3 separate regions of the Zea mays genome follow, and regions 2 and 3 are each linked to region 1. Evidence: chromatin contacts called from public Hi-C data. All regions are on one chromosome and are shown on one strand. The core of a region is the stretch at or near the end of the contact, and the rest is flanking DNA. Distances in the headings are between cores, read along the strand shown.

The links. Hi-C and Micro-C count contacts between places; a contact is called where the count stands out from the background.
Region 2: a Hi-C map of tassel shows a contact between it and region 1, with 2.5 times the contacts expected there. The contact joins the promoter of LOC100193142 here to the promoter of LOC542103 in region 1. A contact is called at or near these places in 2 of 25 Hi-C or Micro-C datasets (ear and tassel).
Region 3: a contact with region 1 is called in a Hi-C map of tassel, with 3 times the contacts expected there. The contact joins the promoter of LOC100216613 here to the promoter of LOC542103 in region 1. A contact is called at or near these places in 3 of 25 Hi-C or Micro-C datasets (ear, endosperm and tassel).

What each region holds. Positions count from the first base shown.
Region 1 is chr4:166,036,217-166,040,401 of Zm-B73-REFERENCE-NAM-5.0, reverse strand. LOC542103 (SET domain protein SDG117) reads right to left here and starts at 1,731. Exons shown (of 12, transcript NM_001358411.1): 1 at 1,587-1,731; 2 at 1-561. The coding sequence starts at 437.
Region 2 is chr4:165,438,371-165,442,555 of Zm-B73-REFERENCE-NAM-5.0, reverse strand. It overlaps LOC100193142 (Dof zinc finger protein DOF2.1), which reads left to right and starts at 2,217. Exons shown (of 3, transcript NM_001138300.1): 1 at 2,217-2,544; 2 at 2,703-2,799; 3 at 3,977-4,185. The coding sequence starts at 2,743.
Region 3 is chr4:165,502,936-165,507,120 of Zm-B73-REFERENCE-NAM-5.0, reverse strand. It overlaps LOC100216613, which reads right to left and starts at 2,295. Exons shown (of 1, transcript NM_001143026.1): 1 at 1,401-2,295. The coding sequence starts at 2,203. The coding sequence ends at 1,637. It overlaps LOC100283256, which reads left to right. Exons shown (of 4, transcript NM_001156158.2): 4 at 1,262-1,617. The coding sequence ends at 1,370.

The DNA.
Region 1 (4,185 bases), core at 482-2,981:
GTATTGGGAGAAGAATGTATCTCTTCCTGAGGATGATGCATATCCTTCTTACCAAAACTCTGTTTATTAAAGCTATAATCATCAGTTTGCAAGCCATTATAATTTCCAGCACTTAAATTTAACTGAAGTTTTACATCGGAGTAAGAACTGTCGCTATTCTTCTCTCTTAGTTCTGTCCCCTGAGATAAATCGCCCAAATTAAGAGATGAATTTTTGGAAGCAGAATCTAATACCCGATCCATGCCTGATTGACAAGCATCGCTAAGATCGACAGGGCTACATACTATTGTATCATCTTTTAGGTGGACATCAGAGCCTGCCCACCCATAATCATCATGTGAGACGGTCAGCTTCCTATCATAGGCGATTTGTGGTGTTTTATCCATAGCATTTTTCAACTTGCAGTCCATTTGCATAACAGGAGGGTCCATCAGCATTGCTTTGCCAGGATCTGGTCTACCAATCCTCTATGATTGAAAAGGCAGGTCTTCCAAAAGCAGTGCAGGAAGCCAGGAACTATCATCTACTAGCATGAAGCCCATAAAGACTGTTGACTTAGTTCTACATAGAAAAAGTAGGAAACTGTTGTTTAGAGTATATGCAGTGCTTCGAAAGAAAACAATTATAGAGGAAAAAGAAAAAACTAAAAATCACACAAAAAACTAACAGAGTTGCATTTGAAACAGAAAATAATATATGCAACTTATGATGATTTTTCTATTTAACAAATGTGTGGAGTGACAGCACTACCCATGCAAAAAAGGACAATATCCTCTCAAAATACACAGAAGAGTATTATCTTCTCCCATGCTAAACATGGTGTTCTTGAAAGTGCTATGCTAGGCAGACAACAGTTGTACCTACGTGATTAGGCAGGCGAAAATATTCACCAAGGCTGCTTACGTGGAAACTACACGAAAGAGGTGAGGCCTAGCGCCTAGGCAAACGTCTTTTGAAGCATGATGTGGAGTGAGAGGTTTGATTCAAGCGTTAAAAAGAAACAGGGAAAGTAGTGTATTCAACAGTTGGCATCACAAAATAAATAGCTGGTTATATATGACAGCCCTGTCACACAAATACACAGACTAGTAACGATCTCCCAGCAGGAACATAAAATATACTGGATTCGTTTGAATCTGACCCAAGCAATTTAACGAACATACCACATTTTGGCTTGTACCATGCAATTAAAGTCCATTTTAATTACATGCATGAAATCACAGTGCGACTCTCTCTCCTGGTCTAGCTACACCAAAATTTCAAGAGGGCACAGCATATGGTAAGCATGCAAAACTGTACAAAATGTAGTGCCATTTTCGTACGGATACCATGGCCATTAAATACATTTGTCATAAAACCCTAACTATATGTTTCAACGTGCAATAAAATTGTGCCAGTGAAAATAGAAACCCCGAGATGTTCGACGCGCCCATTAGGATCCATGAAGCGATTTCGGTTATGGATTGGGACCATAGGCTCGGCAGAATGCTCAACGGTCTTAGAAATCCCAACGAAGCTGAGCATGACCATGACCGATCCTTGGGGAGATGGAGACGAAACGGAAACTACCCTCCGTGACGACGCACCTCGAAGGAGGCGGTGCCAGCTCCCGCAACACACCGCGTTCCCCGGCTGCGGCGAGGACAGCAGGATTCGGCGGTGGCGACAGCAGGGCCCCGAGAACTCGGCGGAGGAACAGGTCGCCGAGACTCAGAGAACCGGACGAGAGACGCCAGCGGTGGCTCGCGACGGCCACGCGACGACGGGAGCCGCGGCGGGAGGCGGGGGTGGCGACGAAGGGTTTGCGACGTGCTGGGGAAGGAGATGGGGGAGGTGGGCGGCGTCCGCGATTCGCCCCTGGTAGTCCGGTGAAGGAAAACAGAGAAGAGAAAAAAATTAGAAAACTCGCCAATTGATTTCACCTCATCGGGATTAACCGTTTGGGCGCTTTGGACCTGCAAAACGGCTATTCAGCCCGGTCTAGCAAAGAGGGCCTGCAGGAATCCAACCAGAAAAGCAATATATGAAAGGATGGCCCAACTAGAATGAGCACAGTGCAGTCCATACAAATCTTCCCGTGTGAGAAGATGAGGTCCAACCACAGCTGGTAATGCGCACCGAATATTCGATATGAAAGCGGGTACGAGGTGATTTCTCTAATTGCGGATATGTTAATAGGCAAGAGTATTTACCTATTGAGGCAGACTGGTATAGATTGGTACTACTCATACTCGTCTATCCATGGGTAAAATATATCCGCATCAATACAACTATAACCATTTAATAGAGCTCATCTTAACAAATAAAACATTTTCTAGCTATCATTTGTCTAGCTACCAAATTATGTAATCATATGATTTGTTATATGTAGGGCTGGAAAAAAAGCTCGAGGCTCGCGAGCCGGCTCGGGCTCGATCAGGCTCGGCTCGGCTCGTTGAGGCTCGCGAGCCTAAACGAGCCCGAGCCGAGCCTAATTCCACGGCTCGCTACACTAACGAGCCGAGCCGAGCCGGCTCGGTGAGGCTCGCGAGCCGGCTCGAGGCTCGGTCCAAACTACTGCAACTATCACTTGTCAGTTGTCAGTTTGTTTATTAGTGTCCAGTCATCTAGATCCAGTGACCGGTGTGTTGTTTTGGTCACAACTCACAAGGAACTAGAGTGTATGGACATAATTTTTTATTATATAGAACATATTATGCTTCAAATTTGAACTAACGACTATAATTAACTTGAGTGTACAGGCTCGCGAGCCGAGCCGGCTCGCGAGCCTATATCGAGCCGAGCCGAGCCTTATTACCGAGCTCGCGAAGTGACCGAGCCGAGCCGAGCCTGGCTCGGCTCGGCTCGTTTCCAGCCCTAGTTATATGTGTGAAAGGGAAATAGGCTTACACCTTTTCCTAAATTGATTTTGGTGGTTGAATTGCCCAACACAAATAATTGGACTAACTAGTTTGCTCTAGATTATAAGTTCTACAGGTGCCAAAGGCTCACAACAAACAAATAAAAAGACCGAAAAAGGATTCAAATGTAAGAGAGCAAAGTCAACCGAAGTGTACCCTGGTCTGGTGCACCGGACTGTCCGGTGCACCAGGGACTCCAACTCCGAACTGCTCACCTTCGCGAATTCTGGAGGCCGCTCCGCTGTAATTCACCGGACTGTCCGGTGTAGCACCGGACAGTGTCTGGTGGCGCACCGGACTGTCCGGTGTGCCAGCAGAGCAACGACTACTTCGCGCCAACGGTCGTTTGCAGAACGCATTGAATGCACTACAGTGCGCGCCAGAGTCAGAGCAGAGACTGATGGCGCACCGGACAGTGAACAGTGCTTGTCCGGTGCACCACCGGACTGTCCGGTGCCCCAGAAGGCAGAAGCTCCAACGGTCAGAATCCAACGGCCAGGTGACGTGGCAGGCGCACCGGACTGTCCGGTGCGCCATGCGACAGCAGCCTCCACCAAACGGCTAGTTTGGTGGTTGGGGTTATAAATACCCCCAACCACCCACCATTCATTGTATCCAAGTTTTCCAGCTTCCTACACCTTACAAGAGCTATAGAATTCAATACAAGACACACCAAAGAGATCAAATCCTCTCCCAAGTCCTTAGTTCATTCCAAATCAAATAGTGACTAGAGAGAGAGAGTGACTTGTGTCCATTTGAGCTCTTACGCTTGGATTGCTTCTTTTTCTCATTCTTTCTTGAGATCAACTCAATTGTAACCGAGGCAAGAGACACCAATTGTGTGGTGGTCCTTGCGGGGACTTTGTGTCCCGTTTGATTGAGAAGAGAAGCTCACTCGGTCTAAGTGACCGTTTGAGAGAGGGAAAGGGTTGAAAGAGACCCGGTCTTTGTGACCACCTCAATGGGGAGTAGGTTTGCAAGAACCGAACCTCGGTAAAACAAATCCTTGTGTTTCACTCTTTATTTGCTTGCGATTTGTTTTTCACCCTCTCTCTCGGACTCGTTCATAATTCTAACGCTAACCCGGCTTGTAGTTGTGCTTAAGTTTATAAATTTCAGATTCGCCATATTCACCCCCCTCTAGGCGACTATCAATTGGTATCAAAGCCTGGTGCTTCATTAGAGCTTAACCGTTTGAAGTGATGTCGGGAGATCACGCCAAGAAGATGGTGATCGGCGGTGAGAAGTCCGCTACAAGCCACAGGAAGGCTCCATCAAGGGAGTC
Region 2 (4,185 bases), core at 968-3,467, 600 kb after region 1:
AGCTACGCTCAGGAGCGCACGCGCGCGAGCACCGGGTACTAGGCGAGCCGAGACCGAGAGGCCCGGGGTTGGTGGCGTGGCGCGTGCGTCCCCCCGGCTTGCCGCCTCGCTCGTTGCGTCAACTGCTCGCGCGTGCTCTCGTACGTCCACTCGTGCAGGATGGCGGCGTGGCCATGCATGCGATGCGATGGGAGCGAGTACGCGCGCATGGGAATGGGACCAATGGAATCTTGGTGTTCCGACCTAAGCACGCTACACAAGTGCACACCTTGCTATATATCGATGGAGCAGCTAGATGACGTGAACATTTTTACGTGTCGTTCGTTGTCCATCCTGCTTCTACTGGCAGTTCGATTCGTTTCTCTAGCTCGATGCGCTTTGGCAATAATTAAGCATAGTTTTAGTCATCGTGTGTGTCTTGCTATAGATGCATCGATTTTACCCGAAGAATTGCAACAGCAGCTTAACAAATCCTGCGTTCTGACAAAACTACCGGCCGGCCTGCATGCATGCAGAGCTCGTCGACCAGCTAGCTGCAGCAGGGGTGACTGGGTGAGCAGTGAGCACGGTGGTTTCAAATGCCCGAGTTTTCTTCGCAGAAACTCACAAGCCGGCATCGAACATCAGCAACTGCCACGCGTCCACACCGGCCGGAACACAGCAGAGCGTGAGAACGCGATGCGACACCGTGCGGTGCACAGATCAATATTAGGCTGTGACAGTAGTGACGCCGGCAAGGCAAGGCAAGCGCGCTGGAACGGAAACGCTGTGGTAGTCGTCGTCGGACTGACGCCGATGGGCATGCGTGCATTGCGTCGCACAGATCATTAGGTTATTGAGGGGGGATGCGAACGGATACCTTGCTTGCGGGGTGCGAGCTCGCAAAGGCAAGCTTTAAAGCGCAAAGCAAACGACATTTGAATCCGGAAGAGGAAGAAGAGGCGACAGGGAGAGATGCTTCGGCTCTGCTATATCTGTCTCTTGTTTGCTCCCACACATGCCCCCCTTTCGAACCATGGCCATGGCCGGCCGGCTGGACCCACAAAAACATGCTTTTGAACAGTCCCAAGAAGAAGAAAAAAAATCTCACCCATAACGCCCGCCGCCATACATACGTACTGTACTCCGTACTACGTACATAGACTAGGAATCCGTTTTCGCCGTACGTACTTTTTGGAACTACGGCGCATATCTCAATGTCGCCGCCGCCGACGACGGTCGAAGCAGCGATCCGGTCAAGACGCATGGGCCCAGTTGGAGTGCGCTTTTTTCGGTCGGTTTTCTCGTCTCTGGCCTTTCCTCACTGGGACCGAAATATTCCACGTGGCCGGAGTGGTGTCGTCCTGGCTACGCATCACCACAATCCAAGCCACGTCACTCTGCCTTTCCGGCTAGGCGGCTAGCGTATTTGCTCAAACTGACATTCTGCCGTCTCGTAACGGTGACGCATCAAGTATTCTGATCCACTAGAGAGAGCTACTACAGTACCTCTCTTTATCCTACTAAGTAGCTAGAATATACATTTTTTTCTCTCTCTAAAAAAATTCCATGACATATTAAGAGCATAAACAAATGTTATGTATATCACTGTCATTTTTTTGTAACAAAATAAATGAAGAAATAAATTGGACCAGCACGCCACGCACACGCGCGCACAGCCGATCAATAGCCACTGGCCTGTGGATGGTGAGCAGCCAGCCAGCCAGTAGCGTAGGGGTAGGCTGGTGAAGTGAAGGGATGGATCATGGATGGCCGCCGAACCAGGACGGAGACGGACGGGCCCGGCCGACGACAACCGCGCACGCCTCGGGATGCGAACTGGCGGCGGGGGCCGCGCGGGCCTCAAGGAACCCAGCTGCGGGGACCGCCGGCAGCGCGGAAGCCGACGCGACGAGCTAGGCCGCCCGCCTTTCACTCTTCCGGCCTCCGTCTCTCTCTCTCTCCTCCCATCCTCTCCTCTCCTAGTCTCCCCTCCTGCCGGACGTGTCTCCACTGTCCACTCACCGCGCTCCAGTCCGCCACGCTGCCGGGCGCTGCTGGCCCCGACACCGTGGGCCAGCCCCGGCCCGTGGTGCGCGGAGCCCAGCAACATGCACGCAGCCACGCACCGGCACCGCCCGGCACGCTGCTGCCTGCTGCTGCCGCCTGCTAGCGCTTCTGTCGTACCAGTACTACTGCTGCGTTCCTCAGTTCCTTCCTCGCTCTCGATCTATCACCAAAACCCGCCTGCTAATCACTCCGGTGTGGGAGTTGGGGTTGGGTTCGGGCGCGCAACTTTTCCTCCCCTTCTTATTCACATCTCCTCACCAGCAGCCGCCGGCACCACCATCCATCCATCCATCCTCTCTTCTTCCTCTGCAAATCGATCGCCCGGCCTTCCGGTTTGTTTGCCGCTGCAAATCGATCGCGCGTCGCTCGATCGGTGCATCTATCGTCTCCTCCGACGTACCGTCCTCGCTGCGTACCTTCCAGTTCGTCGATCGACAACAAGGCAGGCACCAGCGGCAAGAAGGAATTTCAGTTAGTGCTCTATAATATGATCAGGTAGGGTAATCAATCAAGTAGTAGCTACTAGCTACCAGCTGTGTGTTTATACGTATTTCTTTTGGTGTGTGTCGTAGCTAGGTTTTGCGTGTTTGCTCGTTGATCTGTTTGGCAGCAGAGAAGTAGAACACACCTTGATCGTCGCTGCTCGTTGCTAGGTCGTAGTCAGATCATATTGCTGCTGGTGATCGACCGACGATGATGGCCGGGGCACCGCCGACGATGCACATCTGCATGGACTCCGACTGGCTCAAGGTACGTATATACCGTGACCACATACCTGGGTTCTTGTACTAACATATATAATTCCTTTCTGGCAGCTCACTAGCTCCTCTCTTTGTTGATCTCTGCGCTATATATCTCTTTAATTATCTGTTGTTTTTTTGTCATAACGTACTACTAAGTTGTATGTCTCTGCTCTCTCTACAATAATGGTTGTTTATTAGTGTAGACTTAATCTGATCAAAGGCAGTGAGATCGTAATAATAACCTTTATGAAACTACTATGATCGATCACAGGAGATATCCAATTAATAGGTCCACAAGGATCGTTATATCTTACTTAAACCAACAAAGAAACTAACCGATGAAACTCTGGAAGGATTATTGCTCACAAATATGTCGAAAAACACAAAGGAAACAACCACATAAACAGTATAATAAAGTGTACTGCACCTGCACTACCGTCAGATTCTTACCCATATATTAATTGCAAGCAAAAGCAACAAGAGAGATAAAGAGAGATCTGAACAAGTACATCTGATCTACATGGCTTTAACTTTAGAACACTGCAAAAGCCGTGTATATCGATCTCTTTGACTGTCGACATAACACGTGAAAAGAACAACGTGAATAAATATACTTGTCGATATTTTACCATAATTTTATTAGGGAAAACACTATTTTTTGTTAATGATAACTAGTAAGTAATAAGCACATATATGTATGAACGGTAGACGATGTTCTTATCATGTTATGTGTTTTCAAGCTTAATTAGACCAGATGTTACCTAGCAGCACGATGAGACCATTCTTCAAATACATGATGGCGCCATGGCGGACATGATGAACGAGCACAAGATTTTATGTAATCTCACTGACAATTCTATCTAGTACGAGTTTATAGGAAGTGCCTGCATAATGCATAAGAAATCAATAAAAAAACGAAACTACGCGCGCGCAAAGGATCAGATGTGTGGCGGCCAGGCAACAGAGACTGACCAACGTGATTTCAAAAGCTACGGATTCACCATTGGCAGATCAGAGATCTAGAAACTCTGATCTACATGATGCCTCCATCATGAAAACCATAATAATCTCTGGATCTTTTTGCACGCACCTCTTTCACGCATTCCGAGGCTTCCATTCTGTCACTGCACGGCTCATCATGATTTGCGATCACTATGCAACAAACGTGGTCTCGTGCTTTTCAGGGCATCGTCGTCCCCGAGGAGCCTGGGATGGGCGGATCGTCGTCCTCACCGTCAGCGGAACTGATCGCATGCCCTAGGCCGCCCATGCACGCCGCGGCGGCGGATCACCGGCGTCTGCGCCCGCAGCACGACCAGCCGCTCAAGTGCCCCCGGTGCGAGTCGACGCACACCAAGTTCTGCTACTACAACAACTACAGCCTCTCGCAGCC
Region 3 (4,185 bases), core at 1,046-3,545, 530 kb after region 1:
CTCATTGACACCCTTCATCTATTTCTTTGCTAAATTTCTGGTGAACAAGTTTTTTTCATCAGGACAAACCTCGTGCAGTGGCGAGAGCTATCTCGCTAAGTCACCGGGTCGGCAGACTCTTTGTATTTGTGGGGTAAAGACTTGCCTCGGTTTATCCCTCCTCGTACACCACTCGTGTGAGCCTCCGGCACTCGGATTACCTTTCATCACAGTTTAGTCAATACTAATAGAGGGAATACCTTATTTATCTTGATAAGTAAGAGGCAAGACTAATTATATAGACTGATTCGTTACTTTTATCCTGTTTGAAGGTGCATTTGGGATCTAATTTCGTTTTGTCATGTGCATTTGAGATCTAATTTCGTTTTGTCATGCATGACTTCTTCGCAACTCTTTTGTCAGTCAATGTTTTATTTACCTAGGTGGTGGTGTCACATAGTGTTTAGTCACTATGAACTATATGATCGCAACTCTTTTGTCAGTCAATGTTTTATTTACCTAGGTGGTGGTGTCACATAGTGTTTAGTCACTATGAACTATATGATGGAAACTGTGTAGAGTAGGCATAATTTTGTGCAATGTGGGAGTTTTATCTTCAAGAACATGAACTATTTTCAAGTGTCTTTTGTACGCTATAATGTGCTTTTTTATTTGTTAAATGGGAAATTCAATACCAAAGTTTGTTGGCATAGGGGTGTTTAAAGGCGATGACTAATATGCAAGCATGTACTAGGTGCAAGCGTGCAAATAGATATTCTACTTTGTTAGATCTAGATCCAACGATATATCATATTTAACACTTCAACTCTTCCACCACCACCTGATATATATTTATAAAAAAACCTTAACAATCCACAATTATATTTACCGTTGGATTTAGATCTAATGTACAAAAAAGTCTACTTACATGTTTGCATATTAGTCGTTGCACTAGAACTAATAGTTAATTGACTAAAAAAATTGTTGGTAAAAATATCTAGCTAACTATTAATTAATTTGCTAAAAGTAGCTAATAGCTGAATTGTTAGCTAGACTGTTGGATGACTTCAGCAAATTTTAGCAGCTAACTATTAGCTTTAGTGCATTCAAACATACTATAGTCTACCATAGTCTATTCATCTAGTATCTGGATGGTACTAGTAGATTATCGAGACTACGCAAAAGTTTTTTTTTGTCGCTGCATTCTATTTACGGAATTAATTTCAGTAAGAAAAATGTACATGGAATTTACATGCACCGAGTCTGAATGGACTCCATGTAGGGTTTTCGTGGGCACGGTGAGCGAGTTCTGCGTTAAGCATGCCGAATGCCCCGTCATCACCATAAAACGGAACGCTACCGAAGCTCCTCAGGACCCTGTCGACGATTGATGCTTCCAAGCCAAGCCATGCCATGTCACTGGAGAATGAGATGTTCTTCTTCACTGCTTTTATAATGGGTTGATGTACAAAATACGATATGGAAGTGGTGCCTGGAACTAGTTCGCGGAGGGTTCCAACTCTTGCACACTGCGCCCCCAAAAACTAGAGTTGAAGATGTAAAACGCCGTCGTCCGCCGAGGGACGACGAGAGATTGTACGTGATACATCGATCGAGTCTCGTGAACCTAAAAAGCTGCCGCTACATTATTGTTCGCTCATGTGCCAGGCTTCGCTGGAACGAACGCCCCGCCCCTTATTTGCCCCTGCCCGTCCACAGCCACAGCCACAGCTTGAGCAGGGTACCTGAAGCCCGCGTAGTCCTTTGGCACGGCGTAGCCTTTGGGAACGCCGACGAGCTGGGGCTGTTGCTGATGCTTAAGCTGACGCCCCTTGTTGCTGCCAGCAAGCTTGCCGTCGCTCTTCCACGCCGGAGGCTTCCCCGGCGCGAACTTGATCTCGAAGCCGTCGTCGATGTCGTGGATCGTGGCGCGGGAGCTCGCCACGGGCTTCATCGCCGGGCACTTGATCTCGAATCCGCCGCCCTTCTCCAGGTCGCCTCCGACGGAGTCGGAGGCGTAGGAGTCCTGGTCGGCGGCGTACCTCTTCCTGGAGAGCCGGCGCCCGCACAGCCTGCCGGCGACGCAGGCGGCCACGGCGAGGAAGGAGATCGCCGCGAGCACGGCGAAGACCGGGCCGAACGAGCCCTTGGCGGTCGTGGAAGGCGCCCGCGCGCGCAGGACGGCGTTGGAGGACGCGGGGTAGTAGACCGTGGGGTCAGGCATATCCTTGGTTCTCGGCGCTCTCTCAAGCTGCTAGCTGCTGATATATGCCACCACCACGCTCTCCCTCGAAGAAAATGGTTCGGCCGTTTGGGTGTCGCACTCTTGGGCACCGAGGGGAGTGCTGGTCGTTTTATGATGGGGAGCTGAAGGCGCCGGTTTGAACCGAGCGATTACTTTGCGATTTTGTTTTTCATCACGAGCCGACTCTCACTCAGCTCAGCTGCTGTCATGGCATGATGATGCCCGCTGCCGCCCCATCCTCCCTCTCCCTCGTCGGGCCGCGAGAAAGGCTGGCGCTTTGGGATCCCTTTGGAGCAGTTCAATGCGAGCTTGGAATAACGTCTCGGCACGTCTGCACTCTGCTGCAGCAGCCGCCTGGCCTCTCTCTCTCTCTCACTCACTCACCCCCGTGTCCCCCTGTGGCCTACTACGTGCTGTTGCTTTTGCTTTTGGACGTTGCATCGGATCAAAGCAACCGCTGCGGCAAGGCAACAGCCAGCAGGCACTCGGGCAGAGGGAAGGAAGGGCCCGGCCCGGGCGCCGATCGTTTTGGTCTCGATTGTTAGTATTCCCCGTCGGCTTTAGCAGATTGTGGGGCGCCGGCGAATGAGCGCCCCCACTTGAGTGGTCATCACCTTTCTTGGGCATGCCGACGCCATTGCTTCCTCCAGCTCCAGGCCCCTTGGTCGAATTCCCTTGAGGTGAGTTGACCGGGACACTGACATCCTAGCCTGTTCATTCATTCAATCCGTACGCGGTATGCCTACGGGCATTGTTCTTTCCATAATCCTGTGTTCTGTGTTCGCGCCCACCTGAATCCGGTTTTAGATGATGAACTTGCGAGCACGATTATTAGGTCTTGGAGAATGGACACTATTTCAAACTTCACTCAGTAAATAATGTTAAATAATGTCATATACAGTTCTCCTATATTTTACACTATCCACCGGAGAAATTCTAAGTTCCATCATATAAGTTCACCCCCACATGAACTCGGGCACGATCATTATCCTAAACATATAGGGACGTTAGACGTGAAACCGGTCATGATGCATTTGAGACGTGATGCCAGTACCACCACCACTCTATCGATGGGGGCTTTGCAAGTATTACTTCAAAAAAAAATGTAACCACACATGTGTCGCTCAAAAGAATTAGGTTACGTTCGGTTGTACAGAAATAAACTCGAAATCGTTTAAGAGCGATCAAAACTTATATAAATTAGAGAAGTAAATTGGTTAGAATTTGTTTCATGTCTCTATTCTGAAAAAAACAAACGGCCCCTTAAAATTGATCATAGACCCATTTTCTAGGATATTTACATCCCTTATTTTTTTAACGGTTTTCTAATTAAAAGAGACAACTAAAACTACATAATCTATACTACCTATTAAGGCTGCAAGAGGTAGGCTGCCTCCCCTGGTTCTGCCCTCGGTGAATCTACACCGTCCAATCGCTTCTGTAAATCTACACCGTCCGCCCCTGCTTACGCCCACGTTCGTCATCGTCTCTACGCCCACGTTCGTCCCCCGCCTCCCCCTCTCCCACCCCGCGTGAGCCGCCGCCCCTGCTCCCCCTGTTCGCACCCGCCGCCCCTGCTCCCCCTGTCCCGTGCTGCGGTGACAGGATCCGAGAACACCCCTGCGGACACGTCCAGGATTCAAGGCCTCCCCCTCCCTTCCCCTGCCCTCACTCGTACGCCGCCGCCCCCTCCACCGTCGTCGTGCGAGAGGGAGGAGGGACCTCTGGATCTCCGTGGGGCGTGGAGGAGTGGGACGACGCACGCGGAGGCAGCCCCGGTCGGGTGCTGCTGTATCCGTCCAGGATCGGGGGAATTCCAGGAGGCAGGTGAGCATTGCGTCGCGGTTCTTCTTCGTCTCCCTAGCGACGACAACACTACTGTTTTGCGCCTGGATTCGAGTGGATTGGGTTGGATCGGGTTAGTCATTACTCATCAGTCGAGTCCGGTTCTAGACTGAGGT